Regions from separate parts of the Sus scrofa genome. Here region 1 is linked to region 2. The links are chromatin contacts, called in public Hi-C maps. All regions are on one chromosome and are shown on one strand. Each heading gives the region's core, a stretch centred on a gene start, on an enhancer-like site or on the middle of the called end of the contact. The rest is flanking DNA. Distances are from core to core; before and after follow the strand shown.

What was found. A called contact is a pair of places that touch in the nucleus more often than the background predicts.
Region 1: a contact with region 2 is called in a Hi-C map of fetal skeletal muscle, with 2.0 times the contacts expected there. The contact joins the promoter of SGCE here to the enhancer-like site in region 2. A contact is called at or near these places in 1 of 5 promoter capture datasets (liver) and 7 of 47 Hi-C or Micro-C datasets (embryonic fibroblasts, fetal skeletal muscle, fibroblasts and 1 more).

Annotation. Positions count from the first base shown.
Region 1 is chr9:74,471,176-74,475,779 of Sscrofa11.1, reverse strand. It overlaps SGCE (sarcoglycan, epsilon), which reads left to right and starts at 1,956. Exons shown (of 11, transcript NM_001144124.1): 1 at 1,956-2,075. The coding sequence starts at 2,039. It overlaps PEG10 (paternally expressed 10), which reads right to left and starts at 1,659. Exons shown (of 2, transcript NM_001302463.1): 1 at 1,463-1,659.
Region 2 is chr9:74,229,455-74,234,473 of Sscrofa11.1, reverse strand. No RefSeq gene overlaps it. Among named protein-coding and RNA genes, the nearest start is that of CASD1, 45 kb to the left of the region's middle. Within about 2 kb of position 2,658, at least 2 of the 83 cell types and tissues checked have an H3K27ac peak or open chromatin away from gene starts, as enhancers often do. A contact at or near this core is called in fetal skeletal muscle, where this site is marked.

The DNA of each region.
Region 1 (4,604 bases), core at 707-3,206, 240 kb before region 2:
AAGGGGGGGCATGTGGGAGGCAGGGTCTACGGGAACTACCTCAGAGGAGGCAGGCTTAGGGGGAGGCGGGGCCTGGGGAGGCAGGGTCTAGAAGGCGCGCTCTGGGAAGGCGCGCTCTGGGAAGGCGCGCTCTGGGAAGGCGCGCTCTGGGAAGGCGCGCTGCAAAGGAGGCGCACTCTAAGTAGGCGCTGGGAGGCGCTAAACCTGCTCAGAGCAGATACTGCAGAGAAGGCTCGCTAGAATGGGCGGGGCATGTCTGAGACTGGCTGCACGCCTCTCCCAGGATCCCCCCTCCCAGAACCCCTCCCACCAGCCTCCAACAGCCAGATTCATTTCATGCAACAAGAGCAATCACCCGCAGATCCAACCTCCTCCCCTTCCAAGACTAAGCAAACCAACAGCCACAAACTGTTGCTGGACGCCAGTTCGGGCCACCACTACAACTACACTGCCACTTCAATCAAGCGCTACTAGGCAAGGCAGCCTGCTCTGCCACCACCAAAAGATTCCCTTTTGCGCTCAAGTCAGCGTCCCTCCACTTCACTACCATAGCAGGAGTGGTGTGGGCAGAATGTTAAACACTAATTTTTGCCCAGGGCTCCATTTTGTCTAACAGCACCATCACGCAGAGAACCATCCTGTAGAAAAACATAGTGGGAGCCATTCCAAAAGGTGTGTTAGAGACAAAGGGTGGGGTTCCTCTAAGAAGAGTAATCTTACTCTTCAGCTCATGTTCGCTTCAGCTGGTTTCTTTGTAGCGCAAAACAGCGCAGCTCGCGTACCTCTGCAGCTGTTACTATTTTGTAGCGCATTTTAGGTGTAAATCGTTCCGTAGCTCATGTACCTCTGTGGTTCCTGTGTCCTACAGCGCAATGAAGCGCTGTTGTAGTGGTAATATCATATTTGTAGTGCTAATCTTCTGCAGCTCAGATATTGTAGCGCATTTAAAGCGCAAATCATTCATTAGTCTGCAGTTCATATATCACCGCAGTTGATACTGGTTTTCACGCAATGAAGTGCCCATCAGTTGGCAGCACATTGAAGCGCCCATCAGCTTGTAGCTCATTTGAAGCGCCTATCAGTCTGTAGCGCATCTGCAGCGCTCATCAGTCTGCAGCGCATTTGAAGCGCTTATCAGTTTGTAGCGAATTGAAGCGCCAATTAGTTTGTAGCGCATACCACTTTGCGGCACGTTTGCAAATTGGTCTGTAGCTCATGTCCGTCTGCAGCTCATGTTTGTCCGCAGCTCATATCTGTCTACAGCCCGCATCTGGACTTGGGTTCTGGGAATCAAAGCCCTGAAGGCTTGGTTTCTCCAAGCAGTTTTGGGGCACAGCCAGTGAAGGCGTGACAAGGTGTGCGTGGAGACTTTCGGGCGCTACTTTATCTCCCGCAGCTCCTGATAATAACAGGGAATGAATGTGATCTTAAAAAAAAAGAAACATCCTCACCGCATACTCACCACGCGAGGACTCCTCTGCGAAGACAGGAAGGACGGGGTCCCACACCTGCGCCAGGCGTGGGCTCCGCTGGGTGCTCAGCAGCCCGGAGTGGCTCCGGACGCGAGCCCGCTCAGCGGACCTTTCGCGAGGCTCGGTGGTCCCTCTTCGCTGGTCTCCTCAGGTCGTAGTCAGGTTTCTTCGACACACACCAACCGAAGTTGAAGCGCGTGTACCGGGAGTGCCGACTGTGAGCCTTATATAGGCAGAACCGAGGAGGGGGGCGCCAAATCCCAGCGTGCTCCGCGGGTTAGGGGGGCGGAGAGGGGGGAGCGGGGGCGGAGGGGATAGGGGGATGGGGGAAAAGGGGGTGGGGGCGATGGCCACGCTACACCGGCCCGCCGCTAGAGGGAGTACGGGATTAAGGAGGGGGTGCAGGATGCTGATGCTGAACTGGCCAAGCTGGGAGGAAAGAAGAAAGGGAGGGGAGGGGAGAATCGAGGACGGCCGGCCTAGCCAGGCCAAGAAAGCAATTGCCCCGGTGGTGGGAGCTGGGAGACCCTTGTGCTTGGACGGGACAGGGTCGGGGGACACCCAGGATGAGCCCCGCGACCACTGGCACCTTCTTGCTGACAGGTTAGTGGTGTGCGCGCGATGGGAGGTCCTGGGGCCAACAGGCCTTCGCCTCCCCATCCCCCTCCCGGGTTTTGGGTACCCAGGTGCCTTTTCTGGGCACCAGCCCCCCTTCTGTGGAGTCCCCAAGGTACCCCTCCATCAGGACTCCCCATACCCCACTTCCTGGGCCCTTTGCGGCCCTTACCAGGCTTGACCCCTGGCCTTTTTTCTCCGCGCCCCCGCGGGCCCCTCCCTGCCCAGAGGCGCTGGAATTCCGTCTCCAATTTCCATTCCCACTCGCCCCCTCCGCTCTCCAGCAGCCCTGCTGGTGGACCTCTCCTGATCTCTTCCTCAAAGAGCAGGGGGTCGTTGCCCATTTGGGGGGGGGGCGTTACCCCAATAATGGGGTTCTGCGGCCGGTAGACGAGCCATAGAAAATGGGTGTCAAGCTGCGCCCCCTTCTACAGAGACACATCTTTTTTTCCCCTTTTCTTGAATGTGATCTGGAGAGAACACAAAAAATGTGCATTTTGAAACGCCTAATTTTCCCCTTTTCCTAAGCGAATTTTTCGGCGATGGAAATCTCGTTTTCCTTAGGTTTTACGGAGTGGGGAAACGGAATCATGATAAATTAGGAGCTAAATAGGGCTTTCAGGTTAGGGTTAACCCCGGTTGGGGGCCAGGGACCCTACCAAGTGCACTATTTGAAGAAAGCAAAAACAATTAAAAACAGCTGTGGATGCCTCCAATGTATTTGGCGGGCTTCGGAGCCTCCCGGCTACGGCCTCTTGGTGATTACGAGGTTTACGCAGAGACCTAGATCTCTCTGCAATGTTATATTTTTCTGAATCCTGTAGGGTGAATGAATACATTTAGTCACGGTCCTCACGTTTAATCCTTTAAAGTGTGTTGCCGGCCACAAATATTTGTGTATATTTATACATATAAACATATATTTTACGTTAGAGAAAATGAGAAAATTGCAGTGGGTTACCACTCTCAAATACAGATGAGGAAGGATGCTTTAAACAAACAAACAAACAAACGCTTAACGTGGACTTCCTAATCGCCTCAAAGTGTTAGGCACTGAGAAAAGGGACAATCTGCTATTTATCTTAGTAAAAGAAGTTTTAAGTGAAAAACCAATTGTCTACAACTGAGTGAGGTTTCTGATAAGAACACAGATGAGACACATTTGTATTTGAAGGCTAAATTTGAGCATATTTCAATAACACTAGCTGCAGATTATTTTATACGTAGAGGATAAAAGAGAATTTGACCCATTGTGGATAATAGGATGGCAGGCATCTCACCTTAAGTGAGCCTTTCTGGCCTAAATAAACTGGAGCACATTTACTGAGATTCTGTTTTTTATCAGAAATAGATGTTGACCATAAAATATATGAATAAGTGAAGTGCAGATTTCCAACACTGAAGTATAATTTTTCTAGGAAGTTGGGTGATCATAATTATATTGTTTAGAAGTGCCTAGTGCCTTTTAATGTTTAGGATGTTTACTCTTTTCTGCAATATAGAATAATTTCAGAAATTCCTGTCTTTGCCAGAGCACTGTCTGGTGACCGCCGGACTGTCAAATTCTTAGCATTTTTTTTAATCCAAGGACGTTACTTCATCTAGTTGTTTGTTAACTGATAGACATTCTTTTTTCAAAAAAATGAGATTAAAAACAGTACAGATGATAGAGAAAACTTAGGTTTAAAAATCTATCCTAAGACTTTTAAAGTTTGAATAAGTTTGAACCTAGTTGAATTTTCTATCAAATTGTTAGCCAGGATTTTTGAGGTGGGAAGGTACACAGAAAGAACAAAAACAGATTTAGTATTATTACTCTTATCAGAATAAAAGTAATTCCTTTTCATTGTACAAAATTCAGGGGAAAAAACTCCAGAAAACTGGGGAAAAAATAAAGAAAATCAAGATCACGTGTAGCGTCTTCAGCCTGCCATGACCCCAGTAAACATTACGGACTGTACTTTCTCTATGCTTGTATATGTGCCTAAGTGATAGGTATTTTTCATAGAGTTACACATGGTAATTTCTAAAAAATTAAAAATAGTATCAAATTAATTTCCTCCATTATTTTTTATCCAAGGAGTCTTAACTATCAAAATGACATATATGTCTGCAGATATATATAATGCAAATGTATATATATATATGCATATATATATAATTCTTTTTAAAAAAGAAATAATATTACTTTTTCTAATCAAAATGTTAGGTGAACAACATTAGTGCATAAATATTTAAAACCAAAGAATTGAGAGTTTTCTCTTATCTCACTATCCTAAAATTCACGTAGTAAACATTTGGTACATTTCTTTGTGTTATTCTACATAAGAAGTAATTTTTACTTTGCTTAGAAATAGATTTTTCTAAGAAAAAACAATGTCAGTTGATAGGTAGTTTTGATAAAACTTTAAAATCTGAAACAACAAAATAAAATAAAAACAAAAATACAATGTCAACAGATTAAATACTTGAGATAACATTTTTGTATTACCTAAAACATTAAAACCACCCCCCCCA
Region 2 (5,019 bases), core at 1,409-3,908:
TTTCTCCCTCCCACCCACCTTCCCCTTCCTCTTCTCTTCCCCACTTCCTCCTGCCTCCCTTCCCCTTCTCTCCCCTCCTCCCCCTCCTCCTCTTTTTCTCTCTATTTCTCTTCCTTTTTTTCTTTCTTTTCTCCTCTCTCTCTTATTCTCTGGTTTCATGTGATAGTCTGCATCTTAGAACCAGAATCTATAAATAATTTTTAGTACCTTTATGTTAATTAATTCATGTAAACAATGACATTTTATGTCTTTTGCTTCATAAAGATAGAGTAACTCTTCTTCAGTTTTGGAGTCTAAAGGCTTTTCTGAATAATTCTCATCCATGAGCATTCATATGTAGCACCATATGGAAAACACACTTTCTAGGATACTAACTTTAATATATTTAAGATTGATACATTGGTACTATAATGTGGGAGAGCCCTGGGATTTTGTCTGTATTTCTTGTTTGATTAAACTCATATTTTCTTTTTATCTTTAATTGAGTTAAGTATTTCAGGAAGTTAAATAGCTTCTCTTGAAAGTCAGCCAATAATTTTTGACAGATAACTATTTGGGGGCCTGACTATGATTCTTTATAAGCCTCTATTATTTGTACCAATCTCTCCTAGCTTTGAAAATTCGATGGCATGTTAAAAAGATTTGGCAATTTCCAGTGCCTTCAATTGTATTACTTGACTTCTGCCAGGTATCTTTATCCTCTTCTATCACAATAATCTTTCATTTCAATGGTGTTTCATAATGTATCTGTTTTGAGAGCAGGTTGAGTGAAAACTTGAAACCTGAATTTAAGTCAGTATGCAATGTGTAGTGTGTGAGACCAGTGCAAAAAAACCAGGATAACTGGATAAGAAACTCCATTACTTGGATAAGTTCCTACAGGCAATGGCATCATAACTTATTCATCAAAGTTTCTTTGGGCACAAAATATGAAAAAGATATGTCTTAGTAAAAAAAAATGGCATTTTTGTTAAATGTCTAATATACTGAATTAGAGAATAGAAATAAAAAGGATCTAATAGTCATAGGATAAGATAAGCAACCAAATTGTTCTACCAGATAGGTCTCCTCTGATGACATAGAAAAGGAAAGTTAACTCCAAATAACTTAAGAAAAAGAATATATTGGCTCATGTAACAGAAAATCTAGGGGTTTAATGCAAGACTTAAATAATATCATTAGGACCTAGTTTTTCGATATCTCTTCATTCTGCTCTCCCTTGTGTAGGCTTCATTCTCACACTGGCTCTAGGCTTAACTACTGCAGTGTTCAAGTCCAGAAGAAATGGAAGAAAGTGTCTTCCCTGGCAATTTCACATAAATTCCAGGAGCCATTGTAATGGGACCAATTGGTTCATGTGGTCCCTGACCCAGTCTCATAGAGATATCTCTTGCTCTGATGGATCAGGGACCAGGATAGCATGCCTCCCAAAATACACAGGTTGAGATTTGGAAAGTATATAGTTTGCCAAAGAAAACTGTGTACTTTAACTTAAAGAAGCAAGAGGTGCTATTGGGTAGCAAAGACCAACAACAAAATGTCTTACAGATATGGTTGGATATGGAAGACGGAGAAACTAGGAGAATAGGCTAAAACCCCTCAATTGTAGAGAGTCTGAAGGTAGCTGTGAGTTACTATTTATACAGGATTTATCAAATTATAAAGCTTTTTAAAGTTCTCTAGTATTCTGTCATCGATCTTATATAATATTATATGTTATTTCTGTTCTTATATATAGACTAAAGAAAATTTATTTAGGATCAAACAAAAAAAAAGAAAGAAAAGAAATATATATATTAAGGAGTTAAATAGAAAAAGTAAATGTTTCTTTAATTGACCCAAGTACCTGTAACACTCTTTTTATTCATTATGGCCTAGAAAACTTTAATTGCATTGCTCCACTTGGCTCTGGTGTATAGGTAAATAGTAGTAAAAAATTATGTTTTCTAGCAAACTAGAGGCAAACCAAACTATACTGTTTGCTGTTCCTATAAATCCTGGATACAGTGCTCTGCTTCTGGTCGGAAATCAATTATTCCTGTTTACTGACCCACGCAGTAGTATAAATGCATGTAAAATATAATTGTGATATTCTAGCCTCAAAGCTGATTTATTACACATTCCTCTGAGATCTTAACACTGATAAACATAGAACAGAAAAAAACTAAGCAGCTACTTTCTTTCTCCACCAACAGCATTCTTTGCCTTCCCTTGTCACCCTGCTCCCTATAGCCACACCAGTGGGACCAGATAAAAACATCATAGAACTGAATTGTTCTTCCCTTGGATTATAACATCATAACTATTCTTGAGTGTTAGCTCTCTTTCAGCTTCTCTAAGGCTTTTGCAATAATAAATGTACGTATGGTCTGTCTTAAGGGTATTTGCATTATGAAAGGAAATTCTTGAGGACTCTAAAGAAGCTTTAGGAGCAGTAACTGAAATTGTAGGAAGAGAGGTTCTTGGGGAGGGGGAGGCCCTACCTCAACATTTTTGGTGGAGTAGCAAACATAAACTAGGTGCTTTTCACAGTGTTTTTGCTTATAGATTTAACCTAGCTGCCTCAAAGTGCATCCACTTCTGGGCATATGTGTGTGAGTGACCTGCAGATACTAGAATCCTTCCTTCTTCCAGTTCATGAGAGAGTGAGTAAATAAAGACTTGGCAGCCATCTTAGAGCCTGCTGACACCTGCTCTGGACAAATCCCAGGGCAGGGTGTTTTCTGTCTTCATTGCATGTTCTGCACGAAGGACTAAACTTTGTTTATCCTTCATCCAGCTAAAGAGATTATATTTCATGGCCAGCTGGGTTCCCTTTGAGGCAGAATTTGGCTCCTTAAATGTAATACTTGTCTAGATAAATGTTTAAGTTATTTAACAAAGGATAGAAAATCACTTTTCTTGGTAGCTTTTTTCCACTTTTCAGTAGTTTAATAGAGATTATTCGTATGTTTGTTGACAATTTTTTCTCCCCCCCAACCAAGAACAGTATTAAAAAGACTAAATGTTTTACTGCTGTAGAAGGAATTTTATTTTATCATTACTTATAGCACTGTTGTCTTGAGGCTGTGAATATGATCATAGTAGGTCTAGAGTTATTAACTTCCAATTAACATAAGTATCCTCAACTCATTTTGGATGGAGGCTTTTTTCCTTTAGGTGTATTTCCTTTTGGTGGCATGTAGTACTTTCCATACTGACCTCTCTCACTATAGACTTGTGTGATTAGAATTAAAAACTGAGTCATAATTAAAATATTAAGCAGTAGTGTGTATATCATAAAGCTTCTAAAGATCCACAGACATTTTTTCCAAAGCCCTGGAGTGAATACCCATAGCATCTATTACAGTGCCTTGCACAGTTTTTGTTCTCTTGTTTATTATTTGAGCGACAAAGATGTAAATGCTTTGAATTATCTGTGTTACTATCCGCAAACCAGAAATGGATCATAATATCAATGTTTTTCATAAATCTTCTATTATGGGTTGTTTTGATATTTATGCTGCTCATTTTCACGGAGCCCTAACCTGTCAGCGTGGGCTAGTTCCTCATGAATGCGGTGGACTCAGATGTGACAGAGCTTCAGACTGTTTCATTACAGCCACTTTGCCTGGCTTCACATAAAAAAAGGAGCCTAGAAGTGTAAGTCCCTGAAGATCAGAAAGCAGCCACCATGAACTAAGCTAAATGAGACACCTCTGATTTTTTGGGCATGACTGAGAAACCAAAGGCACCACAGCTGTGTGGAGAAAATGCATAGCAGAATGGAGTCGGGTTGTCTGGGTTTAAGGACCAGATCTTCCCAATTACTATTGTGTACTTTTGTATAAATTATTTACCATCTCTAAGCCTTAGTTTCCTTGCTTATAAAATGGAGATAATAATAGTATCTAACTCATAGGGTTGATTTGAGGATTAAGTGAAATCATGCTGCTAAAAGGATATGGGTACAGAACCTGGCACCAAATAAACAATGAATGTTAGCTGTTAAGTCCTGTCTGCCATAACTACTCCTTGACTCTGAACTACTAAAGCTCTTGGAATTTGCCATGCCCATTTTGGCACTTGATTATGCATTAATTCATCTATCACCATCTATTGAGGTGATTTTAATTCCCGTTAGAGAGCTGAATATGGCTCACAGTGTTTAAGATAGCAGATTGCCTATTTTAGTGCTGTTCTTATTAAACTGATGTCTGATAAATATCTACTCAAATCTCTAAATCAATACTAAAAAAGCTAAAGGAATGTTGTACTCTATGAATGGAGAAAAAGTGTCTAGCTTATAGAAGTCCTGCTTTATTCCTCATTTCTAGAATATTGGGTTTAGTTAGAGGAATCTATACCATGGGAATGACACTGCTAGCAAGAAGCAAATAGAGAAGTCTAAAAACTTAATGCTATGTGAGGAATGGTGGAAAGTACTAGATGGTGGAGAGGATGAGAATGTTTCTCTCTTTAATGTTAGGTGCTATTGGAGAGGTCTGCAGTTTTTAGATTTCTATTTGTAGTCAAGCCTTTATATGGGTCCCCGAGGCTGGATTGGAGGTAGTTACCATCAAATGTCACCCATTTTAGAAGCTTTGCTCTCCCAGCTACTACCTAGGCTTTGTTCCTATGTCAGTTTCATTGTCCTTGCTTCCCCCCACCGAAATAGTTCTCCCTAGAGGTTCCTAAGTCTTTACAATCTTCCTGAGGGAGTGCCTACTAGTTAGCCAGAGGTCTTCTGTATTGCTAAATCCTGAGTCAAACTCTCACTGTGCCCTGTACCCCTGGCTTTGTAGGCTCCAGAGCAGTGGGAGCAATGGGAACATCGGAAGCTGTGGCATAGAAACAGGGGGAAGTGGGAACTAACAAACTGTAGATAGCCAAGGGGCCAGGCTTCATGGTCAGTAGGAGGGAACTGGGGTGGAGAGAGAGGATTCAAAGCTCTTATCTCAGAGCATGCCCTTGGCTTGAAGACAAATTCTACAATTGTGCTACTAACTCTACCCTCAATTTTTATGGCCATGTGCTTTG